Linked DNA regions of Pan troglodytes: region 2 is linked to region 1. The links are chromatin contacts, called in public Hi-C maps. All regions are on one chromosome and are shown on one strand. The core of a region is the stretch at or near the end of the contact, and the rest is flanking DNA. Distances in the headings are between cores, read along the strand shown.

Region 1 (7,845 bases), core at 2,234-4,733:
AAACCTATGACAGTAAGCATCTTACGGTAGCTAAAAAGAAAATCCCTTTATCAACAACACAAGGATAATCGCCTTTTTAAAAGCATTAAATTATCTTAAGGATCTGATTCAAGTCCAGAAAGGTTTTTGTGTTCTTTTTTAAAGTTTAGGATTTCAGTCTGGCACATGTGATATCTCAACCCCAGAAACACAGCCTGAACACTCAGACAAGAAGGAAGAACACAGCTTTAAACATCCCTAAACATGTCCTAGATCTTGCAATTTAGAAGACCAGACCCTGGAAGTTCTGAGGCTAGTTTTCAGAATAGAATGTTGCTAAATTTTCCTTATTTCTAATTTTAGGTTTCAGTACTTCTTTTTACAAATTGTCTGGGCAATCTGGTTTTTGTTCCTAGTAAGGAACAGAAAAAACAACCAATAACTGCCCCCAACACACACACATACCTCCCTCCTATCCTCTTTTCCCCAACAGCTTCTACAATTTCTTTTTTGAAATATGCATGTCTTTTAAGAGCACTTCTCTCTAGAAAAGACAGTGTTATATAAAAAGTTAAATACCTGCCTTTTGAGAAAAAAATACATTTAAACAATTCTACCGTATTCCTAGGTCAGAGAATTGCTCACTCTCTTAAATATGGTGCTACTGACTGTACAGAAAACTGATTAAGACATACACTTTAAGTGATCTGCGCCAAGGTGGCCTCAATGACCGCAAATGAGTGTGTTTGACAAAGAGCAGTTAAAACGGTTTTTAAAGGGATCAGCCCCTTTTTAACAGTTGATTGTCAAGAAAAAAATAAATAAATATACATACACACACACATACACACACACAGACATTGCTTACCTTTTAATCCTTTATCATTTTTTAATTAGGCCAGCAAATCAAAATGCCTTTCCCACTCCACTCGGCAAACAAGCCTGTGCCTCATTTTACTTAAACACCAAATGATCAAGAAGGAAGAAACCAAATAACACATCTCAGCCAGAATAATCACTCGATAACATTATTCCACCTCCCCACCCCCCTTTTGGCAAACGAATCAGTCCTTTTCTCCTTAAAAAAAATGTGTCACTGTACAGCTGGAAAATAATGTTTCACATTCACAACAGAAGCACCAAAGGTTTTTTTTCCTCTTAACAAGCATCGAGAATAATAGTTTTTTAAAAAACAGAGAGTTTAGAGAAAAAAGTTTTCCCAACTTCTCATTCCGCCTTCAGTTCCAGACTTCAGAGTCACCGTGATCAGTAATGATCCCATGTAGCAAACCTACAGGCGTCCGCTAGTAACGAGACAGAATGTGCTAACATCGGGATAAATTAGTGAAAGGGAAGAAAGAATAAGAAGAAAGGACTGAAAATCTGGGCTGGATTCCGCCTGTTAGTCGGGAAGTGGCATTTTTCCGCCCGTCCTGACAGATTTGATTTCTTGAACTAACTTAAGAGAAAAGGAGGGGGGGAGTAGAGGGAGGAGGAGGAGGAGGAAGAAAGGGTGGGATGAGAAACTGGGCAAGAGGAGAAAAAGAAAGGTGTGGAGGAGGAGAGAGCAGATGATTCAGTGAGCTGATAAACCAGTTATAACAGCATTCGCTCGGGGCGGGGGGCGTGGGGCGGTGGGGTGGGGAAAATAACGGCGTTTAAAATGGGCTCAGTCTTCGAAACCTAAAGGATGTGATGTTTTCCTGTCTTATGTTGTTTTAAGAAAAAGGAACTGAGTTCCTAGTATAGCTCCCGAGGGGAGTGGAATCCTCTGTCTCTCAGGTCAGTCAGTCATGTGGTAATTCGATAATTAGAGTCAAAAAAAGGTTTTTGTTTTCTTTTTTTTTTTTAAGGCGACCTTTTTCGGGAGTTTTTCCCTCTTATACTCGCAGCAAACGGTGTGTCTCCCTTTTATTTATTTTTTCTCTCCTCCTCCTCCCTTCGCCCACCCCCTCCTGTGTTTAGTCAGATGGCCCCGGAGCTTGGCTTAGTATTTTTAATTAGCTGGCGTTTGGAAGCTAAAAGCAGTAATGAATTGTTGATGGATTGGAAGTGGAGAGTCGCTTTGCTGGAAATGTCGGGGCTGGGAGAGGGGGATGGGCGAGTTAGTAACAACCAACCATCTAAAAGGAGCGATTTTGTTACAGTGCAAGCCTTTCACATCACGTGAGGATCAAGGGCTCAATTGGTTGTCGTGAGAACAAAAATGGTGACAAGCGTATCAAGAAAATACTGATCTGGTCTTTAAAAAAAAAAAAAAGCTGAAAGTCTCTCCCCTCCCCCTGCACACACTCCCCCAACCTCTTCCCTCCGCACCCCGCAGTGGGCGAAGCTACAAGTTATGAATGTGAAACATTTCTCGGAGATCTAGGATCTCCGAAGTTCGGAAGGAGTGAAATGTAATGAGCACAAGAGCAAAGCAGATGTTTTAAAGAAACACTTTATAAACCTTTCCTCAACTTATCTCCAATTTGTCGGCTTTCCCAAGGGGCCAGGGACGGGGACGCCTGGGGGAGGGAGAAGGGTATCTCCGAGCTATTTGGATTTTAGGGACCCCCACTTCATGTATTAAACAAAGAAAAACCTTTTGCTTGCTCCCCAGCCTGGTCCTGTAATAAATACACCATTGTTACTATTTGTGGGTTTGTTTGGGTTGGGTGGGGCTTTTATTTTTTCTCTTAATGGTATTTTTGTTGCTTGCTTTTTTAAGGAGATGGCGAATGGTAATTATAACCATTACATGTAATGAGTGACTATTCCCTTGTTTAATATTAAATTATCGGGCACTGGGATCTGACAGGAGACAGAAATCGGCTTGTTCTGCCCTTGCCCCCATTTTCCTGTATCGCTTTGGGAGGGGGGTCTGCCCAGCTAGGACAGAAGAGGGAGGGAGTAAGGTGAGCTAGAGAATTGACACTGCAGACCAGGATATGTAACTGTGTCACTTTTATTCTCCTTTGGGTTAGAGCCCAAAAGCTAATTTCCTCTAAGTTACCCCGAGTGCCCAGTCAAGCTTAATTTGTGTGAAGTTACAAATGCTTCACCCTCCACTGAATAAAATTCACCCTTCTTGGGTTGTTGTTCTAAATGCAAAAGCCAAACCCTATAACTAGTTCCTCATTTCTATGCATAAAACTCGCACATTCCCCTGCATGAAGTCCCCGCTAAGTGCTATATAGAGACACACCACGCAACCGTACTTACGGTCTGTATTGGATCGAGTTGACCTTTTCCTTCTAACTGCATTGAATGTGTTTGGTTGCAGCCGCTTTATTTTGGAAATTATAATCTCTTCAACAAATTTATTATTAAAGAAGATGGACCATCAAATGTCACAGACCGTCCTGTGTATTTTTTATAAAAGCAAAAATTGAAATTTAAAAAAAGCAAAACAAAAATCCCCCTGGTGCACACACACAACAAGCTTGTTCTGCAACACTAAATCAGGACTGAAACACAACACACACACAGGGGGAGTGGAGCAAAAGAAGCTCTCAGCCTCTATACCTGAAAGGGACTTTTCTTTGTTCCCAGTGCCCTTTCGCATCGGGCCAATCAGAGAGCAGCTTTTATGAAACTGGGCTCTCTCATTGGCTAGCTGCTTTCTCTTGGCTACTGTAGGGGGTTGAGATATACACACGTATAAAACACACACTGAGAGCGGGTGGGGGTGCTGTGGGGGGTGGTTGTGGAGACAAAGCGTTTTATTTTCCAACCAGATTGGGGTTGAGGAACCTCCCGCAGTAAGAAGGGAAAAAAATGGTGCGCCCCTTTCAATTACAACATCATTCACATAAAACACTTATTTATTAAAACAAATCTCAAACAGGCTGCGAGGAGAGGATGTCGGTAAATACAAGTTTGATTGTGTTATCTTGGGGGAAATAATGTATGTGATCGCTCGGTGGCAGAGAGAAGCCAAACGAGCCGCTAGCGCGTAGCGAAGAGAAAAGGGAGGCTGGCTGTGTGGAACTGACTGCGAGCATTTTGCCGGCTTCCCTTCCTTGTTCCAAGGACTTCGCAGCCCAACTCCCAAGACTGATTTTCTGTATTGCAGCTTCTGGCTTTCAACCCTCCCCCCACCACTTTGCCCTTCCTGCAATTTTTTTTTTCTTCCCTGTGTCTCTCTTTTTACTCGCTGATTAAATAAGAAAAATCGATCTGCGGGTAAAGGCGATGGTGGGGAAACAAGTAACCCTTTTGTTTCCAGGGCTCTGGTCTACAGGCACTGAAGTGTGAACGCAGGCGACCATTTAACCAACACTATGTGAATGGTTCTTCCCTGGAATTAGTAACAAATCTTTTCCACCTGGTGTTATGTGACTCCAAAAAAGAAAAACTTAATATTAAAATAAGGCCCCAGCTAACCATAGTAACACCTCGGGCCAGCCTCATCTTTTAAAAAATCGACTTATGAAAGTTAAATGTACTAGGAAGATTAACTGTTAAACAGTCCCAGTACACGTATTTAAACTGTGGAAGGGTCAGAATTCCTCTTCCCCCATATCTTTAACCCCACTGGTGGGGAAGGGGGCATCATGAATCCTCTGAATGCTACATCTACAATCCACAAACACAGAAATATTTTAGAATGTATTGTAGGACAAATGCCAGCAACCAAGTTAATGAGACTCAGCTCATAGGATAAGAGAGGTTAATATGAAATAACAAGTTTAGCATTTTACTATAACAGCTAACATATTTAAGCTAATGTATTTACATATATTAAGCCTTTAGAGTACATTTAATTTTTAATTTTTTATTGTTACCTTCATTGTTTTTAGAAGCTACAATATGGACATTTGAAAGTCAAAGGTTACTGTAAACTGAAAGCATCATGATCCCAAGTTTTAAAGATCCAGTACTACTGGGATTGTAATTTCCACGTGACAATTGCAATTTAAGGTTGTGTCTTAACTGAGTCATATGGACATGTAAAGTGAATGAGTGCTAGCAGAAGACAGCTTCTGATGTAAATATTCAGTGATGACTTCGTGGATCAATAAAAATATTTATGTCACATATTTTAAATAATGGCTATTGACTCATGTTTGAGCTTTCAATATATTTAGTCCATAAAAAAATTGCCAATTAGCTGTTTCACTACCATAAATGAACTAGATTTGAGGCTGCAAATAGTAATAAACAGCAGTTTCCACCCTTTATTGGGACATATAAACCAGAGGAATGCAACCTGTACTAGTCCTTAGCTCTCCCTAAGTCAATTTGTATTCAAATCAAAGCTGTACTTTAACAAATAAAATGGGCAAATTAGGGATCTGATATCTACCTAGCCTCCATTTTAGCTTTGAGATTTGTTTTATATTTTTGAATATACAGATTTTACATTTGTGTATGCCCCATTGATAAGAATACAGCACCATACTGTTTTTTAACTTTTCTTCTTCTAAAAGAGTGATTTCTCAAAGGATCAGATCACTCTTGGGCACTTCCTGTGTCCCTGGGGTGTCATCTACATCTCAGCCTTTGGAAGCCCATGCCTACCCCATATGTTATATTAGTTTGGAAATAATATATAGGTAGTTCTTAAAAGAATGGGACATTTAAAAATGAGACCTAGTGAAGCTGGAGAAGATTGGAGTTCCTCCAATACAAAACAAATTACAGCGTCTGCAGCACAGATGAAGTCTAACTAAAACCAAAGTTTAGGGTTTGTAATAATCAAATAATCTAATCTAACCCTAGCTTCAACACTTAAACCCAAACCTTAAACCTTTCTGAGAAACCCTACTGGCCCAAGATGAAGGCTTAGGCCCGACTCTACCACATATTTAACCCAAACCATTTTGATAAATTAAAGTATTTCCTTCCATTCCAACATCTCCACACTCCATTTCCACCCCACCCCCACCTCCTTCCTCCCAGGTTCTTCCAGGAGACTTTTGAATAAACCAGTGTTGTCAGACTGGCTTTTCTTGTGTTTGTTTTGTTTTGTTTTGTTTGACAAAGGGGCCAATCAAAAGGCATCAGAGGACCATCAGCTAATTGATGACTGAAACTAAGACAATTAACTACCAGTTTTGAAAATCAGAGCTATTCCTCTCACAAAATTGGGAAGTTTTCTGTATTTATAGAGATGAAAATGTTATCTTAATCTCTCATCAAGGTAACTAGGAACCTATTTGTCACCATTCTAATATCCACATGCATATACTTCATAATATCAATACACTACTGTATAATATAAGCACTATGTAATTTTACACCTTAGCGTCTACTCAGAGATGTGGTAGAAAGGAGGAGATGTCAGGAAATGAGTATTTGGAACAGAGGGGTGGAAGGAGCATGAGGATAGTGTAAAAGGGGCATTTAAAAAGTATCATCCAGCTCTTTGGGAGGCCGACGTGGGCGGATCACCTGAGGTCGGGAGTTTGAGACTCGCCTGACCAACATGGAGAAACCGCCATCTCTACTAAAAATACAAAATTAGCCAGGCGTGGTGGTGCATGCCTGTAATCCCAGCTACTCGGGAGGCTGAGGCAGGAGAATTGCTTGAACCTAGGAGGCAGAGGTTGCAGCAAGCCGAGATCGCGCCATTGAACTGCAGCCTGGGCAACAAGAGCAAAACTCCATCTCAAAAACAAACAAACAAACAAACAAACAAAACAGTATCATCCCCCTCCAACAACCTCCATTACCCGCTCCTTGGATCTCAAGATCAACTCTGCCCCTGCTTGTACTACATCATTGTTAAGGTCATCAAAAGGTCCCTTTCCTCCTTTTTTAAAGACAGACATCTCAATGCTGAGGAGGCCAGGGACTTCTAGTAGTAACACAGGAAAACATGGTGATCTTTCTTTGGTGCCTATTTCCTCTGATTTAGGGTATATTATTAAAGATCAAAGATTATTTCTTGGGCTAGGCCCAGTGACTCATGCTTGTAATCCCAGCACTTTGGGAGGCTGAGGCTGGAGGATCGCTTGAAACCAGGAATTCAAGACCAGCCTGCTCAGCATAGCGAGACCCTGTCTCTATAAAATTTTTTTTTCTTTTTTTTTTCTTTTTGAGTCAGTCTCACTCTGTTGCCCAGGCTGGAATGCTGTGGCGCCATCTCAGCTCACTACAACCCCCACCTCCCGGGTTCAAGGGATTCTTCTGCCTCAGCCTCCTGAGTACATGAGATTACAGGTGTGCGCCACCATGCTTGGCTAATTTTTGTGTTTTAGTAGAGACGGGGTTTCACCATGTTGGTCAGGCTGATCTCAAATTCCTGACCTCATGATCCTCCCGCCTCAGCCACCCAAAGTGCTGGGATTACAGGTGTGAGCCACCGCGCTCGGCTACAAAAAATTTTTAAAAAGTTAGCCAGGCGTGGTGGCACATGCCTATGTCCTAGCTACTCTGGAGGCTGAGGTAGGAGGATCATTAACGGCCAGGAGTTGGAGGCTGCAGTAAGCTATGATCATACTGCTATACTCCAGTCTGGGCAACAGAATGAGAACACGTCTAAATATATATCTATTTCTCCAGTTTTTGTGTATTTGTAAGGGAGTCTATTCCTAGGCCTACCTTTTCTATATTTATGCCAACATTGACACTTGAGATCTACTCAGGATCAAGGGAAAAAGTGGAAAACAAAGTTATAAAAAATGAAACCTACATGGAAATGGGGTTAATTTATAGGAAAAGGAACTTAATTTAGACATAATGAGAAACTTACTGGCTATCCCAGAGGATTATGGAGAAAGATTCTTATCTCTCTGGGTTTGCTTATCAACAGGATGGCCTCAAGGCAGTGGGCAGGTGTCCTGCCCTGGTTTCTAGGGAATACAGTTGATGACTTATTAAACACCCACACAAACACAAGGTCTTTGCTTTTTTTCCCTACAGGTAACATCCTGACTT
Region 2 (7,845 bases), core at 1,852-4,351, 160 kb after region 1:
TATTATTGATGAAAATACTAAAGTCCTAAGAGATTAAAGAGCATGTCAAAGGTCAACACAGCAAATCACTAGTAACCCTGGAAGGCTAACCTCTCTTTTCTGTGATTTCTCTGAATAATGAGGGATATGGCAATAGGGATATGGGGAAACCAGTGATTTCAAAAGACACTTTGATTCACCTTTATAGAGTCTCAATCTACAACTTTCTGTTTACCATACTCGCTTAAAAATCCTTGTCAAAGTGCAGGAAACCCCTGATATGCAAATACGCAGCTTAGAAATGATCCAGCCATCCAGACATCAGCCTCCTTGTTGTCTTTTTACTGTCAACTGATCAACTGTGGGGAAATGATGTGGGCGGGAGGTGGCAGACAAACTTCAAGAGACACAGTTTAGAAGCCAGTGGAGAAAAAAGTGGGAGAGAGGGTTCACCACAGAAGAATAAAGAAAGAGCAGATAATCTCTAAATACATTCACTTTTTCATTCATTTAGTCATCCACGTGGGGTTAGGCTGTAAAGTTGCCACAAGACAGTGAAATTCACAAACCCCTTTTTAGTTCTGGCGCTTGAGGCACTGCGCTAAGTGCTGGGAATACAGATCCAAGATCTGTCTACAAATAACTCTAAGCGAAGATGGGGTGTGAAGAATTGTATGGGAAAAGTACAAGGCAAATTAGAACACCATGTTTGGAAGGTTTATTTCTGGCTGAGGCAACCAGGGAAGGTTTTGTGTCCAGTGATGGGTCCATGATGGATGAGCTGGGCTCTGTCAAACTTCTAGTATTCAGAAGTCAGGCTAATGTATTATGACCACTTGATTGCAATTTTAGGCCCAGAAGGTTTCTGTGGGGCATTCTAGGATTCTAGTTGCTTTTATAAAATGTGGTAAATACACAAAGCAATGGACATAGTGAATAACAAATTTATACTAGTTGGTCTATAGCCTTTTGGTATACCAGGTTTATGTTGTCACTAATTTTTACAAGTATTCAAGAAAATAGATGTTATAATATCATTTTATAGATGAGGAAACTGAAGTTCAGGAAGACTAAGTCACTAACCTTCACTCGTAAGTGGGAAACTAATGGAGTCATCTTCAAGCAAGCAAAGCGCCAAACAAATGATTCTCAGACAAATCATAATGTGCATAGATCACCCCACCATGCTCGTTTTTAATTTTATTTTATTTGAGACGGAGTCTCGCCCTGTCACCCAGGCTGGAGTGCAGTGGCACAGTCTCAGCTCACTGCAACCTCCCCCTTGCCGCCTTGGTTCAAGCAATTCTCCTGCCTCAGCCTCACGAGTAGCTGGGATTATAGGCATGCAACCACCACGCCTGGCTAATTTTTGTGTTTTTAGTAGAGACGGGGTTTTGCCATGTTGGCCAGGCTGGTCTCAAACTCGTGACCTCAAGTGATCCGCCTGCCTTATTAGCCTCTCAAAGTGCTGGGATTACAGGCGTGAGCCACTGCACGTGGCCAACCCTACTGGTTATTTAGGTAGGCACAGTGTGTAGAATCTTCCAGCAGAGGAATATTTTGAGAAGGTGAGTTACTGTCTGTGTATTTGACCCCCTTTTTTTTTCCTATGTAATGCAAACCTTTACAAAATACATTTTCTTTTCGATAAGATGACATCCTTTTTATTTTTGCTAAGTATGGTTTTATCCTCCTCCTCTCTGTTTAATGGGAGCAGCTGTCCCAACGACAGGATTTAGCTTAAGTTAAAAATAAGAAGGAAAATGGTGTGCGTAAATGTGAGGACTGATCCTCCCTGAATGTGAGGTAATAGTTCTTAGGGAAAAGTAAGCTGTTCTTACCCTTTTTGTTTTGCCTTGCCAACTCTGGCCTATGTCTTCAGAGGCACCTAAGTCTTCAGTGTATTAATTGTTCAGACTTTTGACTCCAAAAGGAGGTTACTTTTTAAAGGCTGACCAATTGCTTTGGCTATGCTGTCTTAAATGTGGGTCTCTAAGAAATCAGTATGAGCAACTTTCTTTGAGCCTTCAAAGTAAAGTCAAATGCTTGCTCCTCAGCAGGAAAGTGACTTTAATTAATTCTGGACGACCTTTCCATTGAAAAGCAAAACACTGCCCCAAGGCTTTTTAGAAAGGTTAGGTTGTACCTTTTCCCTCTTATTGTTGTGAGGCAGATATTAGTGTTCCTCACACAAGTCTTTCCCTCCTGTGTTGTTGTGGATGAGTGCACTTCTTAATAAAGGAAAAACAAAACAAGCAAGTAAAAACCCCTGTTTGGAGCCAATTAACTTCTTGATTCTAACAAGAACTGAACTGGAGTATAAAATCTTCCATCACAATAAAATATGACTAAAGACCTCATCAATACTCATTTAGCAAATGCTTTGGACTGAACCATCTTTTTCTAATACTTAGGAATTCCATTATTTCTTATTTCAGTGAGCATGTTAGAAAAAAATTAAGTGAAATGGGATTAGGTTTGCCATTTGTCATTTACTCAGAGTAGAATTCCTGTCTGACATGTGGGCACTCATACCAGGGGCTTAATGCTTTTAGTAATTATAAGGATCATGTAGAGTATGTTGATTGGTGAGGAAAAAAATCTTTATTAACTGCTCAGAAATAGTTAATTCTTCATTAGTCAGAGCACTGCACTAGAGGCTGCTGCCTGTGAACCATGGATTAGAGTTTATGATAGTAATAACCTCCCTGAAAAAACATTTGTTACTATACTTAATGACCAGATTTTAGTGCATTAACCTTCCTTGGGAGGTCAACTAACAAAATGGATGTTAACTGCTTGTAACAACCAATTCCTCTGAAATTAATATTTAGATGCCTTTGGTGTCAAAAAACCTTCCTTCCATATCAGGGCATTAAAAACACTTCTAAATTATTAATAGCAGGCAGAATTCAATGCCTGAAAGATTTCCATGCCAGTGCTCTTTATCCTCAGCCTCTTCCCATTTTCTCCAACAAAGTTCTCTTATGCAGGAACAAGGAAGGCATTCAGGAAAATTAAGTCTCAAAAATGCATGTGGGTCAACAATGCACTGCAGTTTTGAAAAGGTCACTCTTTAAGTTCAACAGAAATAAACATAATAGGAGTGTGAAGGCAGCCCTGAGAGCACACTGAGAACCTGACAGGGACAAACTCCCTGCCAGGCCTCGGGCTGCACTGCCACAGCCCTATCACCACCTGTCAGGAACTCCTTAACGACATTTTTGCATCCCTTCTGCAACTGACCTCCTGGCTTGGCTCTCCAGCCCCTCCCCCTCCCTTTAAATTGGAAACAAACCACACTTATGTCAAAACGGCTTCTGAACTAGTTCCTTCCTGAGCAATCCCAGAATATAAAACATGTTCTGAAAAGCTGCACCGTTCCCTGGAGAAACTTTATGATTTGGTTACTGCAGCAGGGCGCGCTGCTCCTTGGCCGTGGTAGCCTTGAGTCAGTGCCAAACAATGAAGCAATGCTATTATTAGCCTTTCCATTCAATGGCGACAAAACAGTCCATGTTTCTATTTTCAGACTGTTCTCTTCTGGTGCAATAGATTTGCCAGAAACCTAAGCCTCAGGGCTAGCACTGGACCAAAAGGGCAAAGTAGGCACCTGAAGCCAAAACATGCACAGTGGCACAAATGTGAAAATGCTTTAATGGTAGTATTTTTAGGCAGAGGTAAAATACAGAGCTGGCCAAAGTTCTGTCTGCTGAAACCTCTGCTGGTTTTTACGGAGAGTTACTGCTGGGGTTGGGATAGAATACCTGGGATCTCTACCATGAAGCTGCCCAATTTAATAATTTTCCCAAATTGCAACTGTGTAGTAACATTTGTGACTCAGTCATTTAAACTGGCCTGTTGGCCAGGCTCAGTGGCTCATGTCTGTAATCCCAGCACTTGCGGAGGCCTAGGCGGGGCAGATCCCTGAGCTCAGGAGTTCGAGACCAGCCTGAGCAACATGGTGAAACCCGTCTGTATCAAAAAACACAAAAATTAGCCAGGCTTGGTGGCGGGCATCTGTAGTCCCAGGTACTAGGAAGGCTGAGGTGGGAGAATCTCTTGAGCCTGGGAGGCTACAGTGAGGTGTGAACACGCCACTGCACTCCAGCCTGGGCAACAGAGGGAGACCCTGTCGTGAAAATAAATAAAAATAAATAAATAAATAAATAAACCAGCTTGTGTGCTGGCACAGAACGATAGACCAATATTGCACAGAGTTGTGACTTGGATGATAAAGGTGACAAAGTAAAATGCCTGTAAGAAAGGGTGATTTCCTTATGACATGATCAGTTACAAGCCCACCAGGATGTTTCCGGAAGAGTCGGGCAACTTGTAGGCATTCTTTTTGAATGTTACTTTCTTTTTTTTTTTTGAGACGGAGTCTCGCTCTGTCGCCCAGGTTGGAGTGCAGTAGCGTGATCTCGGCTCACTGCAAGCTCTGCCTCCCGGGTTCACGCCATTCTCCTGCTTCAGCCTCCCGAGTAGCTGGGACTACAGGCGCCCGCCACCATGCCCGGCTAATTTTTTTTTTGTATTTTTAGTAGAGATGGGGTTTCACTGTGTTAGCCAGGATGGTCTCGATATCCTGACCTCACGATCCGCCCATCTCGGCCTCCCAAAGTGCTGGGATTACAGGCGCGAGCCACCGCGCCCGGCCTGATTGTTACTTTCTGATGGATTACTTTTGTAATATTGGAAATTTCGTGTATATGGAGGTCCATAACATTTTTGGCCTGTTTCCATTTGTAAATAAGATTTGCATTCTGACCATTCAAGCCGTGCAAATTCTGTATAATAATGATTTTAATTTAATGCCCAGATTCTTCATTGCTTTGGGAATACTGTTCTTGCTAATTGAAAGGTCATTATACCATTACATATATATTATTCCTCTTTCCTATTGTAGCTGATTCTCTCCTTGTGTATATTATTTTAGGAAAGAAACACTTGCAAGCAGGAAGTAAGCAATTATTTCTTTTAAACTGTGACAGATTTTGTATATTTAATTGTTAAAATTTCAGATAATGGTATTTCTTTTAAGGTTTGGTGTTTTATTTTTGCATTTAAAAATAAAAATAAGACAATTAGGCTAAGTTTATAAAAGGAAAAAATGTGATATCTTGCTTTCTCAAATCTCTTTTGCTAGAAATTATTTTTAACAGAGACATTTGGAGAAAGAGCTCTTCCCAAATATAAAACTAAAATATGAACTGTTGACATTTCCTCCACTCCTCCCCCATTTTCTACAGAAATATCATTTATAGGCTGCTGGAAGCCAGCTTTTAGTCACAGTGTTTTCAATAGTAGGAATGATTAAAACACACTTATTGCCTTGGTCTGCTTTATCTCTAAACTGATAAGATTTCTGAAAGCTATTTAACTGTCATGTGAATCATTAACTTCATTATGTTTACGGAGAATATGTTATCTCCCCTGCTTCTTGGGGACATGGATCCTTCATCAGCGACCTGGATGGCGCTGAGTGTGATGCAGGTAATGTACCTGCACAATTTATTAGTAGCCGGTAAGAGTTTCAAATCAGGATGTTGATTATAGTGTTGTTCACTTAATGAACTTCCATGCACTGCTTCCTGAAAACCCTTTTATGGTTTCTGTTGGCTCCATATGGCATTCTGATGAGCTTACACTTCTCCTTAAGTGCTTCTGTATCAGAAAACAAGAGCAAAGCTGAAACAAAGTGAGTCATCTGGTTTTGTCTTTGCTTTCACTGCATGAGATAATGTGGAGGTGTTAATTACAAGACTTCACTGAGTCTTGACTAATAACAGTGTGCAAACAAATGTATGTCAGGCTCAGCCACAGAAAAGCTTCTACTAATAAGGTAAAACTAGCAATTAGGGCTGACAATGAAGTAATACTTTCCGTTGAATATTCATTAATGACGTTCTTGTTTGGGAGAAGGGAGGCTTCTGATTGTTCAGATGGAAACCTAGAATAGGTCATTTCTTTTAAATGAATTAAACACTGTGTGGTGAGCCAGTGTACTGGATTAATTCCCTTTTGTACTAATGCACTGACCCTTTGCTTCAAAGGCAGAGCCTGGATGGCCACTAAGATTCTTCAATCTGTGACCTGGGCTTAATAGGGACAAATTGAATTCCCACAAAGAGAAAAATGATAGTGACCATAGAACATCACTAACAATGTGCTGGAAATACTACATGTTTTATTGAAATTCTTCACTGCAGCTCCTAGGGTTGTAAGAATAAAGAGTGTGATAACCTCACCTAACCTAACTCATATCACTTAGTCTACTGTTCTCTTTCCACTCCCCTCCCCTTCCTTTCCTTCTCTTCCCTTTCCCCTTCCATTCCCTTCTTTTTTTTTTTCTTTCAGAAAGCAGTTTGACATACATGGTATAATATGAAATACATTTGGTCTGTGTCCCTGGTTTCTGCCTAGAGCTCCTAATCCCCCTGGCATTTCCTGATAGGAGTATCTTTCGTTGTTCATCATAAGCCCCTTTGATACTTCCTGAGTTCATGCTAATGATTACTTAGGGTAGGGCCCCTAGATGGCCTCAGGATGGGGCCAGATACCAGAAAGACCAGGTGATTAGAGAATTAGGGGTTTGGAACTTTCAGCCCCACTCATGTATTATGTATCTCTGGGAAGGAGAGGGCTTGAGGTCAAGTTCTATACAAACTCTTGAACAACACGATTTGATGAACTTCCAGGTTGCTAAACATGTGGAGGTGTTCATGGAAGATCCATGCCGCTTCCCCCATACCTCGCCCTATGTATCTCTTCATCTGGCATTTCATCTGTATCCATTATAATAGCCTTTATAATAAACCAGCAAATATAAGTGTTTCCCTGAGTTCTGTGAGCCATCCTAGCAAATTCATTGAACCCAAGCAAGGGGTTGTGGCTATAGCCAGTTGGTCAGAACTGTGAGTGGCCTGGACTGCTGATTGGCATCTGAAGTTGGGGGCAGTCTTGTGGGACTGATCCTTTAACCTGCGGGATGTCACATTGTCTCCAGTTAGATAGTGTCAGAATTGACTTGAATTATAGAACTTCCAGTTGGTGTCCAGTGGAGAACTCCTTGGTGTGGGGAAAGATCCTCACATATCCAGTCACAGAAGAGTTCTGTGTTGAATGTGTTAAAGTGTACCCCCAGCTGACAGACAAAATGGACTCCCTATAGCTAACTGAGGTGCTCAAAATTAAAACAGAATCAAGCGGCCATTGCTGGGTGAGGGTCACATACTCTGTGTTCTTAGAAAGATGTTGTGAAAGTGTCATAGGACCTCCTTTTCTACAATCAAAACAAACCAGTTACTGTTGTCCTGTATTCCATGCCAAGATAAACTGTGGCTGGAACCCTCCCCACCCCAACCTCCCATAGCTAGAAATATCTGACAGAGACTTCTCCTTTGGGGCTTGGAAACCACACCATCAGGGCTTGAATATTTTGACCAGTCAGAACTGAACAAGTTTGAATCCTTCATTTGCATAAAATAGACCTGATTGAGAACCAGGGTGAGAACGTTCCCTGTCGAAGCCGGACCTTCCCTTTGGTCTTTGGAGAGCACACTCTCACTTGTACTGAAGGCTGTGCCTCCCCAATCTGCAGATTATTGTTATAGAAGATACAGCTTACCCTTTTCCTCCAAAGATCTCATGATCCTTTGTTAACAAGTGTGAGGTTAGAGTAAGGAAAAGTGGTTTGTGTTTTTTCTTTTACAATGTTTCTTTGAGCACATGAGAGCCTCTGCTTTCAGACCAAAAAGAAGCCTTCCAGACAAGGGAATGTTAGGCATCTGTGGCTCTTTCATACGTGACATTATTTCTGAAACGTGATCACAAACAAGTTATACTATCTGAATAATGTATGTC

The links. A called contact is a pair of places that touch in the nucleus more often than the background predicts.
Region 2: a Hi-C map of stem cell-derived neural progenitor cells shows a contact between it and region 1, with 5 times the contacts expected there. The contact joins the enhancer-like site here to the promoter of ZNF608 in region 1. A contact is called at or near these places in 1 of 7 Hi-C or Micro-C datasets (stem cell-derived neural progenitor cells), 1 of 1 datasets of contacts at active chromatin or transcription factors (stem cell-derived excitatory neurons) and 1 of 1 other capture datasets (stem cell-derived neural stem cells).

The regions. Positions count from the first base shown.
Region 1 is chr4:122,500,037-122,507,881 of NHGRI_mPanTro3-v2.0_pri, forward strand. It overlaps ZNF608 (zinc finger protein 608), which reads right to left and starts at 3,484. Exons shown (of 10, transcript XM_016953710.4): 1 at 3,184-3,484.
Region 2 is chr4:122,657,005-122,664,849 of NHGRI_mPanTro3-v2.0_pri, forward strand. No RefSeq gene overlaps it. Among named protein-coding and RNA genes, the nearest start is that of ZNF608, 160 kb to the left of the region's middle. Within about 2 kb of position 3,102, at least 11 of the 24 cell types and tissues checked have an H3K27ac peak or open chromatin away from gene starts, as enhancers often do. A contact at or near this core is called in stem cell-derived neural progenitor cells and stem cell-derived neural stem cells, where this site is marked.